4 separate regions of the Mus musculus genome follow, and regions 2, 3 and 4 are each linked to region 1. Evidence: chromatin contacts called from public Hi-C and HiChIP or PLAC-seq data. All regions are on one chromosome and are shown on one strand. Each heading gives the region's core, a stretch centred on a gene start, on an enhancer-like site or on the middle of the called end of the contact. The rest is flanking DNA. Distances are from core to core; before and after follow the strand shown. Region 1 has its middle 200 kb from the start of Gm29922. Region 2 has its middle 24 kb from the start of Gm26047. Region 3 has its middle 86 kb from the start of Gm29922. Region 4 has its middle 53 kb from the start of Gm29922.

Region 1 (3,523 bases), core at 727-3,226:
ACTGTCTTTGGGTCAAGATAGATGGCTCAGCTTTTAAGAGAGCTTATTGTTCTTATAGAGGACCTAAATTCAGTTCCAAGTACTCATGTCAGGCAGCTCATAATTGTCCGTTTCTCTGCTCCAAGAAATTTAACTCCTTCTTCTGGTCTTTTTAGGTACTCATTCTCCCCCACACATACATGATCAAAAATGAAATAAAACAAAAATATAAACCCTTTTAAAAAAGCAACAGCAGTGGTTTTGATAGTAATGTTTATGAAAGCCTCAGTTCTAGAAAACTTCATTCTGTTGCAGAGGGCTTACCAATCGCAGAGCAATGAGCCAGAGGGAAGGAGCCTGGTCCCTTAGCCAGGCTCCATCAGGACAAGTGGGGAAGGGAAAGGGAGGCTTCACAGCAGCTCTTTGTTTATAAACTCTCTTGCAAGTTACATAGATGGGCTGAGGTGCCCTGTTTACAGGGAAAGACAGTGGAATGTAGACAAAGCAGTCTCTTTGAGGGCAGGACAGAGGCCAGGAGGGTCATGAACTCAGAAGGGCTGGGGAAGCTGTGGTCATCTGCCTTGCCCTGGCCTCAGGCTCCTCATGCCACTCCTTGTCAGAGCAGAGAAGTCTTCTCACAGAACAGTTCAACAACAACACGTGATAAAACCAAAACAAAACCCAGAACCACTCACTCGAAGCCAAAGCCCACGGACATAGCAACCTATAAGAAAGTTTTCTTTGCCCACAGAAGCATCTGTGGAATAAAGTATTGCCTGGGGAAGACCAGCAAGGGCAGGCTGAAGAGCCTTGGGCTTCATCAGGTAGGTGTCATCTGCTTTGCCTTTGAGCTTCAGGTCTCCCACCACAGTGCTAGCCACATGGTCATCTTTCTCTGGTTCTGAGCTCTCCGCTAAGAGTAATTGCAATACAGCTGTGGGCACCTGGGAGAACCTCTGGAGCACACCCTCAAATGCACAGTATTATTCCAGGTGACTAGAAGGTTAAAGAACTAAATAAATGAGGTTGAGTTTGTTGCATTTTATAAAATGGCATTGGTGGTGCAGCGGAAGGGAGCACCTCAGCAGGCCCTGCCAAGTGCTCCCCCTGAGGAATCACCCATGTCGCAGGCCTAATATAAAAGGAAGTTTATTTGGGACCTGGAGAAGCAGGTAGAGGTAGAGAAAGGAGTGGGACAGAAAGGACAGAAAGAGAAAGGAGAGGGGGGAGAGAGGGGAGGGAGAGAGAGGGGGAGAGGAGGAAGAGGAGGAGGAGGAGGAGGAGGAGGAGGAGGAGAGAGAGAGAGAGAGAGAGAGAGAGAGAGAAGCTGAGTTTAGCTGAGAGAGATCATAAATAAATATTCACTTTATAGGTAAAAGATTTAATTGTGATGATTATAGTGAGAACAGGTTATTATTTAACCATTAGCTATGTGCTGAGAGTATTGACCCACTCAATCTATTCATCCATCTTTCTATCTGTCTGTCTCTCCAACTATCTATCTATCCATCCATCCATCCATCCATCCAACCATCCATCCATCATCATTTATATACTCTGTATAGCCTGCAATGAGAGAAGCCATCCTAAGGTTGAGGAAACTGAGACAAAGTATGACTGGTTATGGTTCAAGGTCACAGCTGACAAGACCCCAAGTTAAGATTTGAAGCCAGTTTTCAATTACTTAGCACCATTCAGGTACACCACACCATTCTGCATTCCTAAGCTTCAGTGTAGTTCTGCTCATGTTCAAGGTCACACTGCAAGGCAGTGGAACAAGATGGAACAAGATGGAACTTGAACAGATCTGAACATCCAGGACGCAGAGCAAAGAGAGAGAGGGGACCTCTTAGGTGAGGGGCCTATCCCAACCCAACACCAAAAGAAGCAGAAAATGTCCCTGAACCAGGCACTCTTGCATTTTCCTGCCTCCAAGTGTCCAAACACCAGTGGCTAATTTCGTAACTCATCAGGAATTCTTCTTTGGTTACACAGGCCACAGCTCCTGGTCCAAGTTACATATATCCTGTCAACATGTTTATTCACATGGAGAGAGGCTCCTCTCCAGTTGGCGCCTGAGTTGTCACAACTACAAGAAAAGATGAGAAAAGCTTCAAGAAGTGAACAGAGGCCAAGAAAAAGTGAGCTGGTTGTGAAAGCAGTGGCCCCGAGAAAGCCTGGTCCCATTGTGGATCCCAAGAACTTCCAAGCCAGAAGGATACCGTGACCCAACAGTCACAGGGAATGAAGCTTCAGAAAAGAGCCAAGCACTCTATTAATCGCTTCACTGAAGTTGTATGATTAATGTCTAATAAGAGTCCAAGATGTGGTGAGTCTAAGTAATAGGTGAGAAAAACAAGGGTTCAGAGAGAAGATGTGACTTGTCCAGAGTAAAGCTGAGTCAAGTCCTAACTGCCCAGTTCTTACACCTATGTTCTGAGCTCAAAAGTCATAGCTCATAGAAGATTCTGACTTTCCTGAAAAACCACATGGCTATCCATCCACAGCCAGTATCCTGCGTCCTGTGTCTATCAAAAATCAAAACAAAACAAACAAACAAACAAATAAACAAACAAACAAAAAACAAGAGTTACCTGTCTGTCAGAGAGCCAGGCCATTACTTAGTAGAAATCAACTCAGTATTTATTTCATCAGTACCTCTTAACATTTTGCCCTCCATTATCCTGGGATGGGTTTTGTTCAAACATCCCTTTCCACAGCTCAATAAATATGCACACAAAACTAAAGAGCTTAGCTTTCCATGAAAAGGCAGTGTAAACATCTGGCAGGCTTCCTGGGTCTCAGCTTCCTCCGGCTGGGTCTAAGTGCACAACGTGAGTATATTTGGATTGCAACAGCGGAGGCTGAGCTAGACATTACTCACCCTGTGCAAAAGCACACCAGCCCCCAACTGGAGCGAGGGAAACACAAGTGCTCTTGTTTGATGACCAAAATCTAAACAAACCATTTGAGGTTTGGGGTTCAAGAAAATTTTCAGAGATGCAGTTCCCACATATTCAGTATGAGTGTGTGTAAGGGGGCCTGCATCCATGTGCTTGTGCATCTCTCTCCCCTCTCCCTCTCTTTCTCTCTCTCTGTCCCGCTCTCTTTCCCTCCCTCCCTTCCTCCCTCCCCTCTCGTGTGTGTGTGTGTGTGTGTGTGTGTGTGTGTGTGTGTATTCACTTAAATATTGTCTGAAGTAAGTTAGGATACAAATCTAAATATCTAAAAATAATTTTTAGTAACTAAATGTGGAGATGAAATTGCCTTTATGTATACATTTTGTGGAGAGAAAAATTGCCTTTTATCTACATATTTGTGGAGGTTTGAGTGAGAACACCCCCCACATAGGTTCATATATTTGAATGTGCTATATAGGTCAGACTGGCCTCGAACTTGCAGAGATCCCCTTGCCTCTGCCTCTGGAATGCTAGGACTAAAGCTGTATACCACTATGCCCTGCTGAAAATTGCCTTTAAAAAGTTTTGATGTGAAATGAGGGAAATTCTGGTGTGGATCTCCTATACGTAGTAACATTTGGAAA
Region 2 (3,523 bases), core at 749-3,248, 450 kb before region 1:
CATCCAGTCAGGGTAGTAGTTCTTCATTCCCAAAGATTTCAGGGTTCTGACTAGATCGTTGGCTGACTGTGCTCCCTGGAAGTGGTGTAGACCACAGGGTCAGCGTGGATCTGTGCTGGTGTAGGTTGAATAGTGACTCAGACTCCTATTCAATCTCACCTAAGCTTATCTTTCACAGTATTGTTAATCTTTCTCTATTGAGCAAGCCTGAAGTTGTCTGGGGAAGTATGACACACAGTAGGGCACATGGATCATTTGATTTCTGAGTATCGTGTTGCAGTGGATGATTTGTGAACTTCTGCACAAACTCGAATAGCTCTGTGCCCCATGCCCAATATTCTAAAAGGTCCTCTATCACGCCTCCTCCACAGTGTTTGTCCTTCACTCTTGTTCTTTCCGAGGCCCTGTCCATATTGGCCATTGGGACCACTGCAGGCCTCCCCAGTCAGCTCTGAAACCAGTTGGAAGGGCTCTGGTCTGGCTCTTCAGATACAGCAAGTTTAAGACCCAATTAGTGGAGAATCAGAGATCCAAGTGGGGTTGACTTGTTTACTTCCCCCCACCAGCTGAATTCCCCATCCCAGTTCTTGGGTTTTCATGAAAGGAAGCCAAGCTCACACACAGCTCCAGGCATCCCAGCAGGAGAAGAGGTGAGTCATTTACTTGTAGAGGAATTAGGGTCGGTAATGTCCCATTAATCTGGCTTCACCAGGAAATGAGCTGTGTCACCTAAGTACATTTTCCAATAACCAAAGCTTACCCTTTCATGTGCCAAAACTTGATTTAATCATTTTGCATGGAAGGCCTTCTAAAACTAATTACACGCTCCTTGCCCGTTGCAGTGGGTGAGGCTGCCCATTCTCTAACCTTTTCTTGAGGACACAAGAACCATTAATTCACCAGGCTATAAATTAAGAAAAGTAAGGTGCTATTTGTACGAATAATGCATTTCCTCATCTGTGCTGTGGATTTTGAGTTCTTCTGTCTTCTTTAATAATTGTATTCATTCTCTCCCCTCGACCCCCTGCATTTCTTCATTCTTTGTGGGTATTGTATGACAGCCAGCCAGGAATGGATTCTGGTGTCAGAGCTACATGCAGATTCTGGCTCTACTCTTCTGTCCACTGGGCTCCAGTGTCTTTGTGTGGAGTATGCATCCAAGTGAACTGTCACTGATTGTGTCTGGAAAGTCCAGTTCCCTCCTCACATCATTGGAAAGACCAGATACACAATGAATGTGATGATCCTCTATTGTGACCCTCACCCCTCAGGACTCAAGGCTGCTTAATAATAAGCACTGCTCCCATGGGTAGGTTTGCTTCTTGCTCTGCAGTTTTTCTACATTTTGATCCACAAACCTAATCTACAGAGGGTCCTCTCAGAGCTGCATGGACAAGCTTGCCACTGCCTTATTTGCTCTGTCTCCAGCCTCCAGGCATGTAACCCAAACCCAGATCTAGGGTAGGGATTGGGCACACTTTCCTCATTGTTAGAGGAAGCATCTCAGGTCTTCGGGGGAAGCAAAACGTCTAGAGTCAATCTCACAATCTGTTTCACATGTGGAGGTCCCAGGAGACGCATGCGGTTCTGTAGACTTTGGATCTTTAAAATGCTGGCATGCCACAGTCAAGTCCCACTTTGGATGCTTGCCCCAAGCTTTTCTGTGTTGAAGGAGAGCTGCAAGGGCCTCATTGCTCAACTCTTGGGGAATGGGGAGAAGGTATGTTCTCATTAAACAATTCACAAGCTCTCAGGGCTGCAAATAAAAACCATGACTCCCTCCCATGTTCCTCTTCCCATCCGATCCCCCACTTCCGTTGGCTTAGAAGCACTCCACCCTTCCTACAATGGGTAAAGCATGAACAACAAGTGGAAAATCAGGAGTAAGGGGCATGCTAGTTATTTTGTTAAAAAAAAATTAAGTCCCTAGAGCTAAAGCTAAAGCCACAGACTGACAGGGCAGGGTACGCCCCTGACAGCAACCTCCTGCCAAGGGTATTAGAATGCTGATTCATCTTCTTATGAAACGAAGAGCTCTCTAGAGAGCGGGCAAAGAAGGCAAGGAAAACAAGAGATTGCAAGGAAAAGGAAAGTGGGGAGAACTAAGAGGAGAAACTTATTGCGCAAATACCTAGCATGGGTGTGCACGTACGTGTACAGGTATGCGTATGTGTGCATGTACATGTAAATGCAGTGCTGTTTCATATAATGCAGACAGTTTTCATGGTTCTTATTTCCATCTTGCAAACTAGGAGACCAGTTTGAGAGAGAGTGATGTTTTCAAGTTACCCATTGGCGGATGAAGATTTTTTTCTTGGCAAGCAAAAGGGCGTAGACCTCCACTTCTCCCTCCCCTCCCCTTCCCGTGGTACAGAAAACAAGGGAAAGGAAAATAAGAAGGAAATGCCATGGTGACACATTCTTCAAGCCCTGTATCCCAGGCCACAGGTGTGGAAATTGCCACAACCTTTTCTGCTACAACACTTTACAACTGGTACATCTTGCCTCTTCCTTCCCCCCCCCACCCCCTTTCTTCCTTCTACAAGTGCTGCGTTTTTTGTTTGTTTTGTGTTTTGTTGTTGTTTTTGTTTGTTTGTTTGTTTGTTTTGTTTTTAGTCTCCTTTACTCTCAAAATGGGTGCAACAGTTTGTAGAGTGTTTATGGGCAGAGTTCAAGGAAACAAACCAGGACATTACAGCTTGGTTCTTTGTTTGTAAGTTCTTTTTGTAGCCCGTGCTTACTAAAATTGCAACAAAGTAACTCTGTCATTCTATATTTAGTTTCTGCCTCTTGGGTTTGACGTAGATCTTCCTCATCACTTTATCTCTGTGTCTTAGGAATCTTAGTAGATTAATGCAACCCAAGGATGTGGAAAGTAGAAATGATGTAACAAAAGCAATGAAAAGGGAGACATGCTGAATGGAATCGCACAGTACAAACTCAAGTTGCAAGGCTGTGCTGTTCTAGGCTCTGACATGCCTGCTTTAATGGCAGACTGAGCCATCTTCATGCTGACTGTAAGCTTTAATTCTCAATACAAGGATGTGTATAGAATACAGTGCTTGGGGGTTATAAGGCACGTGCAGGCATGATTCTTACAAGGTTAATTTGTGTTTCCTTGGAAGATTTTTTTTGTTTCTTTCACGTGACTAGCAACACCGAAAAATCCTGGTGTTTTTGTTGTTCTTGTTGTTTGTTTTCTGCTTTGTTTTGTTTTGGCAAGCATTTGTCATCAGAATTCTGTCACTGGCTCTTCATGTTCTCTACACAGTCTGGTTGTTAGCCAGACAGGAGTGACCACTGCTCTTTCTCAACAAGGACATAACATGTGCACTGGAGGATTTAGAGGAGGCCAAATTGATAGTCTAGCTAGACTTTGCAAGGAAAACTGACAAACTAGCATGACTTTGCATAATAGCTATGGGATGCACTCATATTCTCTCTCTCGCTGACCCCCCTCCCTCCCTCCTTCCCTTCCCTCCCTCCCTTCTTCTTTCTTTCCCCTTTGTATGTATTTTGCCTA
Region 3 (3,523 bases), core at 481-2,980, 290 kb before region 1:
TCTTGAAGGGCCAGGTTGAAATTAGACCTTTTCTGGGTTTCACCCCCTTCCACATTATGTTTATTTGTTTCCAGATTGTTTGTTTATTTCTGAGAATATAGCCTTAATAAAGTGCTCACATACAATATTTTGTTTTATGGTTTTCCAAACTAAGACAGCTCAAGAAAGAAATGACTGGGCATGTGATTCATGCTGCACTGGATATGGAGACCGGCTGGCGAAGAACTGGCAAAATTATTAAGTTCTCTGATTTGTGGATGTTGTCTGTATTTCAAATTATGCCAAACTTTAATTAATTTCTCTCAGTAATATTTTAGGGTTTTCTGATGACAAATGAGTCTTGTAATTCTTTTATTCAAGTAACCCATATGTATTTGATTTTTCTTAAATAATATTTATAAAATAATTTTATTGTATATTGATATTGTGATCTATTTATCCTAACAATTTTCCATATGTTCAGTTAGATTGTCTATATACTTATTATGTTGTCTAAAAGTCTATTTATCTCTTTGCCATTTTTATGGGTTTTTCTCTTAGTTTTGCCTTATTGTGAATCTTCCAACATAAGGCTGAATAGAGGATGCAAACAGCAAATTCCAGCCCCTTGGACACTGTGGCCATATGATTCCTTACAGTTCAACTCTTTAGCAGGGGCATATTTTAGGGCAAGAAATAACCTTTGTTGTATTGAACATAAACTTTATATGTTGCTTACATTTTTTATGAACCTATGGAAAGTATGTAATATATTTATTGTCACCTATGGAACCTATGAATTTTTGACTTAGTGTATATCCCAATTATAATATATGTAATATATTTATACATTTATAATATATTACGTATATTTATATATAATATACCATTACATATAAATTGTATTTAACATTTGTATATATGGTATGTAATAAAATTTATGCATTTCTGATTTTGTATATATGTGTGTGTGCTTGTATGTATGCAACTATATACAAATCAGAAAATGGATGTGAAGTGTTTTTATTATTTAATTTAGACAATTTTGCATTCAGTACTTAGTATTATTTTTTTAAAAATGGATTATGATGTCTATATGTGCACATAATGTGTTTGTGTAGATGCACATATACAAGTCAGTAAATTCTCTTCTTCCACGTTTATGTGAGTGCCAGGAATAGAATTCAAACTCAAGTTGTTAGGCTTACAAGGCAGGCACCTTTAATCTCTGAGCCATCTTGCTGTCCCTGGTGTTCAGTATTCTTGCTTAGAGAATCTATAATGTATTCTATATAAGAAAACTACAGAAATAAAATAGAATGATGTCTAAGGAATTATTATGTTAAAAATCTCCTATGTGTAGGAATGGAAAGATGGCTCAGCACTAAGTACTTGCTAAGCACTTGCTGAGGACCAGACTTTGGACATCGGAGTCTAAGTAAAAGCCATGCACATTCCCACAAATGCTGTAACCCCAACACTGAGGAGGTCCCACTAGTAAGAACTCTGTGGTGTGCTGCCTGCCAGCACAGCAGAGGAAAACCTCCCACAAAAATCTGTGAGCTCCAGGCTCAGCAAGAGTCCCTGTCTCAAAGAAACAAGACATAGAGTGGTACAGGAGGTCACCAGACTCCCTGCTCTGGGTTCTGTGTGTACTGAACAAACATGCACACACACAACACACATGCACACACTCCTTGCTGGGAGCCAATCAATCCAAGGCTTTCCCAGAGGCCCTGATAGAAGGACAATGTAATGCCAGTTCTGTGTGCTCGCACAGAACAGACTTGGCAAGGTTGGGACTGGGGCTTGGGTCAGGGCATTGAAGAAGATAAATTCTCCACTCCTGTGAACCTAGCTTTTTCCGATGGGGGGCTGTGGCTATCTGTCCTAAGGCAGTTGTGTCTGAGGTATCTTGTGGGTTTTTTTCTTTTTTTGAATTGCTGATTCATTTTTCTGCTGATCATTGCCCATTCCCTCCCTGCAAATAGTTTATGAGATGCTGTTGTCCTTAACAAACTTGCTTAGCGTGAGCCATCAGCTTCTGCGCGACCCCCGTGTCCCATCTTTTGCTTTGTCCTCTCTATTTCTCATTCCCTGTCCTCCCCTCAACTCCTGCCCTGGGGACCTCCGGGCATCGCTGAGTTTGGGGACGCTCAATGCTGTTTGTGATCTGACCCTTTTCAGACCATCATTTCCAAGTTATGGCTCAGCTTTCCCTACTCAAAGCACCCACTTCCTTATTCCTGCGGGTTCCCATCAGTTTCTCGACTCTGATGAACTTGGTTAAGGACCTGCAAGTTCACTCTTATTTATTACATTTTTTTTTCATTTTCAGTTCAATGAGTTTCTCAGGAGCTATGAGGACAGAGTAATACATGTCTTATATGTTCAGCACTATATATGAAGTTCTAATCTTATACTAACATAGACTTACTACCTATGGACCCCTACCTAAGATAAGAGATCACTGCAGTGTTGAGACACAAATCTCCCATTTATTCATTCACTGATTTAGCTGTGTGAGAAAATGTTTGTTTGAGGGCATACTATCTACCAGTACTTGCACTAGTCATATTCCATCTTACATTTTCTTTAATTCTTTTATAATGTGTGTGTGTGTGTGTGTGTGTGTGTGTGTGTGTTTAAGAAGACACCAATAATTTGAGAATGAGGTGGGGGGGGCATAGGCACAGTTGGCCGGGGAGGAGGAGGGATAGAACTGATGTACAGTATTCATGTATAAAATTCTCAGAAAACAAAATAAATTAGCAGCGACAACAAAATCCACGAAATGAGAGCGATGCTTCACAAAATCTAACTGGGATGAAGAGAAGGAGCATAGCGGGGAGCAGCCTGATGGGGGCGTGGCCCCTGGCTGGGCAGATCTGAAGGGTTGGCATGCTTCTCTGGAGATGAACATTGTTCTACAGGGTTCTGTTAGAAGCTCCTAATTTTGGGTAAAAACAGGAATAAACTTCCAACATGAACCATCTAACAGCAGCAGGGGCAGCCTCAGAGCTCTGAGCACTTGCCTCCTGTACTTCAGCACAGCCTGCACTGAGGCCCAGCCTGCTTCTCAGGGGCTCATAGTCCCGCACTGGCAATGGCACGCTGTGTTGCAACCCTGCTTCTCAGGAGCTCATAGTCCCGCACTGGCAATGGCGCGCTGTGTTGCAACCCTGCTTCTCAGGAGCTCATAGTCCCGCACTGGCAATGGCGCGCTGTGTTGCAACCAGGTGTTTTTGTTTGTGTGCTTGAGAAGGAAGTTCAAGGTGGCTGACGTGTGGAAGAGGGAGCATCCGACTGCTCTTCTCATGAGTCTTTGGAGGAACCTGGATGACAGAAGGGTCTTGCTGAGAAAGTAGGAGAGTCCTATGAGGAGGAGAAGAGAGAAGGGGCCTCCTAGGCTTGTGAAGAAATCCAAAGCTCGAGAAAGTTGGGTGGATTGTTAGCGGCATAGATGGGCTAATGAGTGAGGAATGCTTTAGTCATAACTTGGAAATGGTGATCTGAAAAGAGTCAGATCACAAATAGCCTTGAG
Region 4 (3,523 bases), core at 751-3,250, 260 kb before region 1:
TGTGCCCGGTACCCTAAGCCCCCAGCCAATGACATTTGCCCATCCTAGATGTCCCTGTCCTCAGGCCCTCAAAGCTTTATAAATCTTCATTCACCCTAAGTAAAGTTGATCTGCCTACTGACGAGTGGTGTGGTCATTCACAGTATGTTCCCACAGGGCTTCTGAATCCCCCTGCCTGACTTCTCAGATCCTCCTGGTCTTGTGGTCTGATAGTCCATGAGTGCAGAAAGGCCTACAGACTCTTAGAGCAGAAGTATAAAACACTGAACAGATATCTTGAGAATATCTACTGAGAGATGGTGTCATGTCCCTGCCCCGTCTAAAAAGCGAGAGAAGAAAGACAATACAGTCTCATGGACTGTAAATTTTACTTGGCAAACATAAATTAGTGCTAAGACATATCAAAATGACCAAAAATCTTACAGACCTGAAGATGAGATTGGAATGATTTTTAGGTAAGCTATTTGTCCTAAAGCACCCCCCCCCCCCCGGCACAAGTCTTCTTTGGATAGAAGGCCAGAGGCACATGGTTATTTTCTTTTGACAACTGTCCAGTCACACATACTCTGAGAAGCTACTAAAAAAGAAGTTTGAGTAGGGCCCTGGAGAGTGAGCAGGAGCCCTCTGTGTCACAGGAGTCAGTCATAACTTTCTGAGAATAGTGAACTCAGAAAGATTTTGTTTGTTTGGTTTTTTTTAGTTCATGGTAGAAGAATGTAGAGGTTGGAAAGATGAGGCAGACAAAGAAATGCAGAGGCTTCTAAACTCAACCAGTAAGGTGTCAAGGATGTCAACTGATCCCAGGAATGTCCTCACAAGAACACAGATATAGGCTCAAGGCGTGAAGCAAAGCACAAGGAGTGGCAGATCACAGGTGTTTGGCCACATCTTCATGTAATTCGCTTATGATTTTGGGGTCTACTTGAGCCCCATGTCCTATCATCTTCCAGACTGTGAAACCCCAACATTATGGCCTGGTAGAGTAGACATTTGGTTTGTGATAACCCTCCAGCTCTCATGGTAATGTGGACATGGTTAAGGGGCCTAGCAAACACATAAGTAGATGCTCACAGTCAGCTATTGGATGGAGCACAGCGCCCCCAATGGAGGAGCTAGAGAAACTATCCAAGGAGCTAAAGAGATCTGCAACCCTGTAGGTGCAACAACATTATGAACTAACCAGTAGCCCGGCGCTCTTGACTCTAGCTGCATATGTATCAAAAGATGGCCTAGTCGGCCATCGCTGGAAAGAGAGGCCCATTGGACTTGCAAACTTTATATGCCCCAGTACAGGGGAATGCCAGGGCCAAAAAAATGGGAATGGGTGGGTAGGGAAGTGGAGGGGAGGGTATGGGGGACTTTTGGGATAGCATTGGAAATGTAATTGAGGAAAATATGTAATAATAAAAATATTAGAAAAAAAAACAGTAACAAGCCTGAGAGATAGAGATGGAGAGAAAGGGACAAGGGGGAGAATGGTTTGAAAGGAGTAGGCATGATACCCCCAGGGAGAAGTAGAGGCAAGTTCAGGAGCACTGGTCCAAGACAGATGAAGCCAATAGGAATGATAGAATCATTGAGTTACAATCTTGGGTGGGATAATAAGACACATTAAAATGTGTTGAGTGTGGAGAGGCTATTAGAAGTAGTATTTATGTTATTCAGAGAACAGCTGTAGACAGCATTTGGTGGTCAGAGGAACCTGCTAGTGGACATACCACTTGGTCTGTGATGAGGCTTGAAGGAATGAGAAAGGGATGTAGAAAAGCCATTGAGGGAAAAGGCCAAAATCCTGCAAATAATGCAACTTGGCTCCTGAGTTTGATTCACTATGGAGGAATTCACCCAAGGCCATTGGCCAACTGGAAGAGCCCAAAGGTCAAGGGCTGCACATTTTTTCATAGAGTTTCTCATTTATTTGAGCTTAAATGAGGCTAAATTCTTAGGGGAAATGAGCACATGCTAAGCATCTCCAAAACCAGGAGGCTTCATAGCCAGGAAACTACGTTGGTCCGATAGTAATACCAATGACTAATACAATACTCTTAGGTCTCCTGTGGTCTGAGTCCCAGGAATCCGAGCTGGCAACAACACAAATAGATGAAGGCAATTATGCAAGAGGTACCTCTGTGACTATCCCTAGAAAAATGATGAGAGGAGTTCCCACTGCAGTGGCCTTATCCACCTATTAGATAGATGTAAATTATCCTGTATGTGGTTAGTCTGGGCTACATCGTAACGATAGCTCTTTAACCACCAACCCCTCTTACTGGTTCTCCAAACACCTTGCTTTATCTTTTTGATTTACCTTTGCTGGGTCCAGACTCAGGACAAGTCATTTTGTAAGGATCCTATTGACCTTTTTAGTTCCAGATAGAAGTTTCTGCTACTGGAATGCTCCATCTTCCCTTGTTCTCCACAGCAACTGGGAATGCTTAATTGTCATAGTTGGGACCTTACAAAGAAACATGAATGGACTTGTTTTCCCCCCTTTATCTGACTGGACTTTCAAATAGAAAATTCAATATAATTGAGTTTGCAGATAGGAATTCCTAAGCTTCTACCACTGGGCCTTCTTGGCCAAAGGACGATCAGCCTATTGTGATAGGGAAATCATGGTGGCAGGAGCTTGAGACAGCTGGTTATATAGCATCCACAGTGACGAATGATGATGTTCAGCCAGCTTTTCCATTTTTATCCAGTCTAGGAATGCAACCCCATGGAATGGTGCAGACTACAGGAATAGTCTTCCCATTCAATTTACTTAATCTAGTTATTAATGGCTTTCAAGTATGCCCAGATCCTAGGTGATTCTAGATCTTGTCAGGTTGACAATCGATATTAACTATCACACTACAAAACGCGAGCTTGCTGGATATCTTAGAAAATGATCTCTTTGGTTGGCTTTTTTCCCCAATATCTTTTACAGGTGCAATATTAGAAGGAATATAAGTTACAGAGGTAAACACAAGTGGATTCAAATCCAAGGTCTACCAGTTGGTTTGTTCTTAATTCATTTAACATCTTTGAGATGACTTATTCTTTTACAAAATTCAGTGATTAATACTGATACTAGTGGGTTATTGTAAGGACTCGGGGGCCCAGTCTACATAAATCCAGCTCAGCTGGATGTCTCAACACTTACTATGTGCCATTTTGACACTAGTGCACATGGAGGATTCACTGCAAATTATTTTGAAAGTCAGGGAAAGTAGAAGTATGGTCTTGGGTAAATGTACCTTCTTCCTAGTTAGAAGATGAAGGAAGAGAGATGCAAATGGCTGGGCAATTCTGGTCTGCTCTGGATCTCTCAGGTACCTAGTAGGCTTAGTTCAGTCCATTTTAGAGTCAGTCAAAGCAAAGCAAAGCAAAGCAAAGCAAAGCAAAGCAAAGCAAAGCAAAGCAAAGCAAAGCAAAGCAAAGCAAAGCAAAGCAAAGCAAAACAAAACAAAATAAACAAAACCCCAATATCCAAAAGCATCTTTATAGAAAGGTAGATTCTTGAGGGCCATGAAAACTGGTT

Evidence for each region. Hi-C and Micro-C count contacts between places; a contact is called where the count stands out from the background. HiChIP or PLAC-seq counts read pairs in DNA pulled down with a chosen protein or histone mark.
Region 2: a Hi-C map of nephron progenitors shows a contact between it and region 1, with 2.1 times the contacts expected there. The contact joins two enhancer-like sites. A contact is called at or near these places in 1 of 39 promoter capture datasets (the 3T3-L1 cell line) and 4 of 484 Hi-C or Micro-C datasets (the 3T3-L1 cell line, 3T3-L1-derived adipocytes, embryonic fibroblasts and 1 more).
Region 3: an HNF4G HiChIP or PLAC-seq map of pancreatic cancer cells shows a contact between it and region 1. The contact joins two enhancer-like sites. A contact is called at or near these places in 1 of 15 datasets of contacts at CTCF or cohesin (the NIH/3T3 cell line), 5 of 484 Hi-C or Micro-C datasets (muscle stem cells, nephron progenitors and uterus), 2 of 115 datasets of contacts at active chromatin or transcription factors (fibro-adipogenic progenitors and pancreatic cancer cells) and 1 of 9 other capture datasets (embryonic stem cells).
Region 4: a Hi-C map of the NIH/3T3 cell line shows a contact between it and region 1, with 3 times the contacts expected there. The contact joins two enhancer-like sites. A contact is called at or near these places in 1 of 15 datasets of contacts at CTCF or cohesin (the NIH/3T3 cell line), 3 of 484 Hi-C or Micro-C datasets (the NIH/3T3 cell line, nephron progenitors and uterus) and 2 of 115 datasets of contacts at active chromatin or transcription factors (embryonic stem cells and fibro-adipogenic progenitors).

Annotation. Positions count from the first base shown.
Region 1 is chr4:105,640,299-105,643,821 of GRCm38.p6, reverse strand. No RefSeq gene overlaps it. Among named protein-coding and RNA genes, the nearest start is that of Gm29922, 200 kb to the left of the region's middle. Within about 2 kb of position 1,976, at least 52 of the 459 cell types and tissues checked have an H3K27ac peak or open chromatin away from gene starts, as enhancers often do. A contact at or near this core is called in the NIH/3T3 cell line, fibro-adipogenic progenitors and pancreatic cancer cells, where this site is marked.
Region 2 is chr4:106,093,511-106,097,033 of GRCm38.p6, reverse strand. No RefSeq gene overlaps it. Among named protein-coding and RNA genes, the nearest start is that of Gm26047, 24 kb to the left of the region's middle. Within about 2 kb of position 1,998, at least 39 of the 459 cell types and tissues checked have an H3K27ac peak or open chromatin away from gene starts, as enhancers often do.
Region 3 is chr4:105,929,473-105,932,995 of GRCm38.p6, reverse strand. No RefSeq gene overlaps it. Among named protein-coding and RNA genes, the nearest start is that of Gm29922, 86 kb to the right of the region's middle. Within about 2 kb of position 1,730, at least 7 of the 459 cell types and tissues checked have an H3K27ac peak or open chromatin away from gene starts, as enhancers often do. A contact at or near this core is called in pancreatic cancer cells, where this site is marked.
Region 4 is chr4:105,896,833-105,900,355 of GRCm38.p6, reverse strand. No RefSeq gene overlaps it. Among named protein-coding and RNA genes, the nearest start is that of Gm29922, 53 kb to the right of the region's middle. Within about 2 kb of position 2,000, at least 19 of the 459 cell types and tissues checked have an H3K27ac peak or open chromatin away from gene starts, as enhancers often do. A contact at or near this core is called in the NIH/3T3 cell line and fibro-adipogenic progenitors, where this site is marked.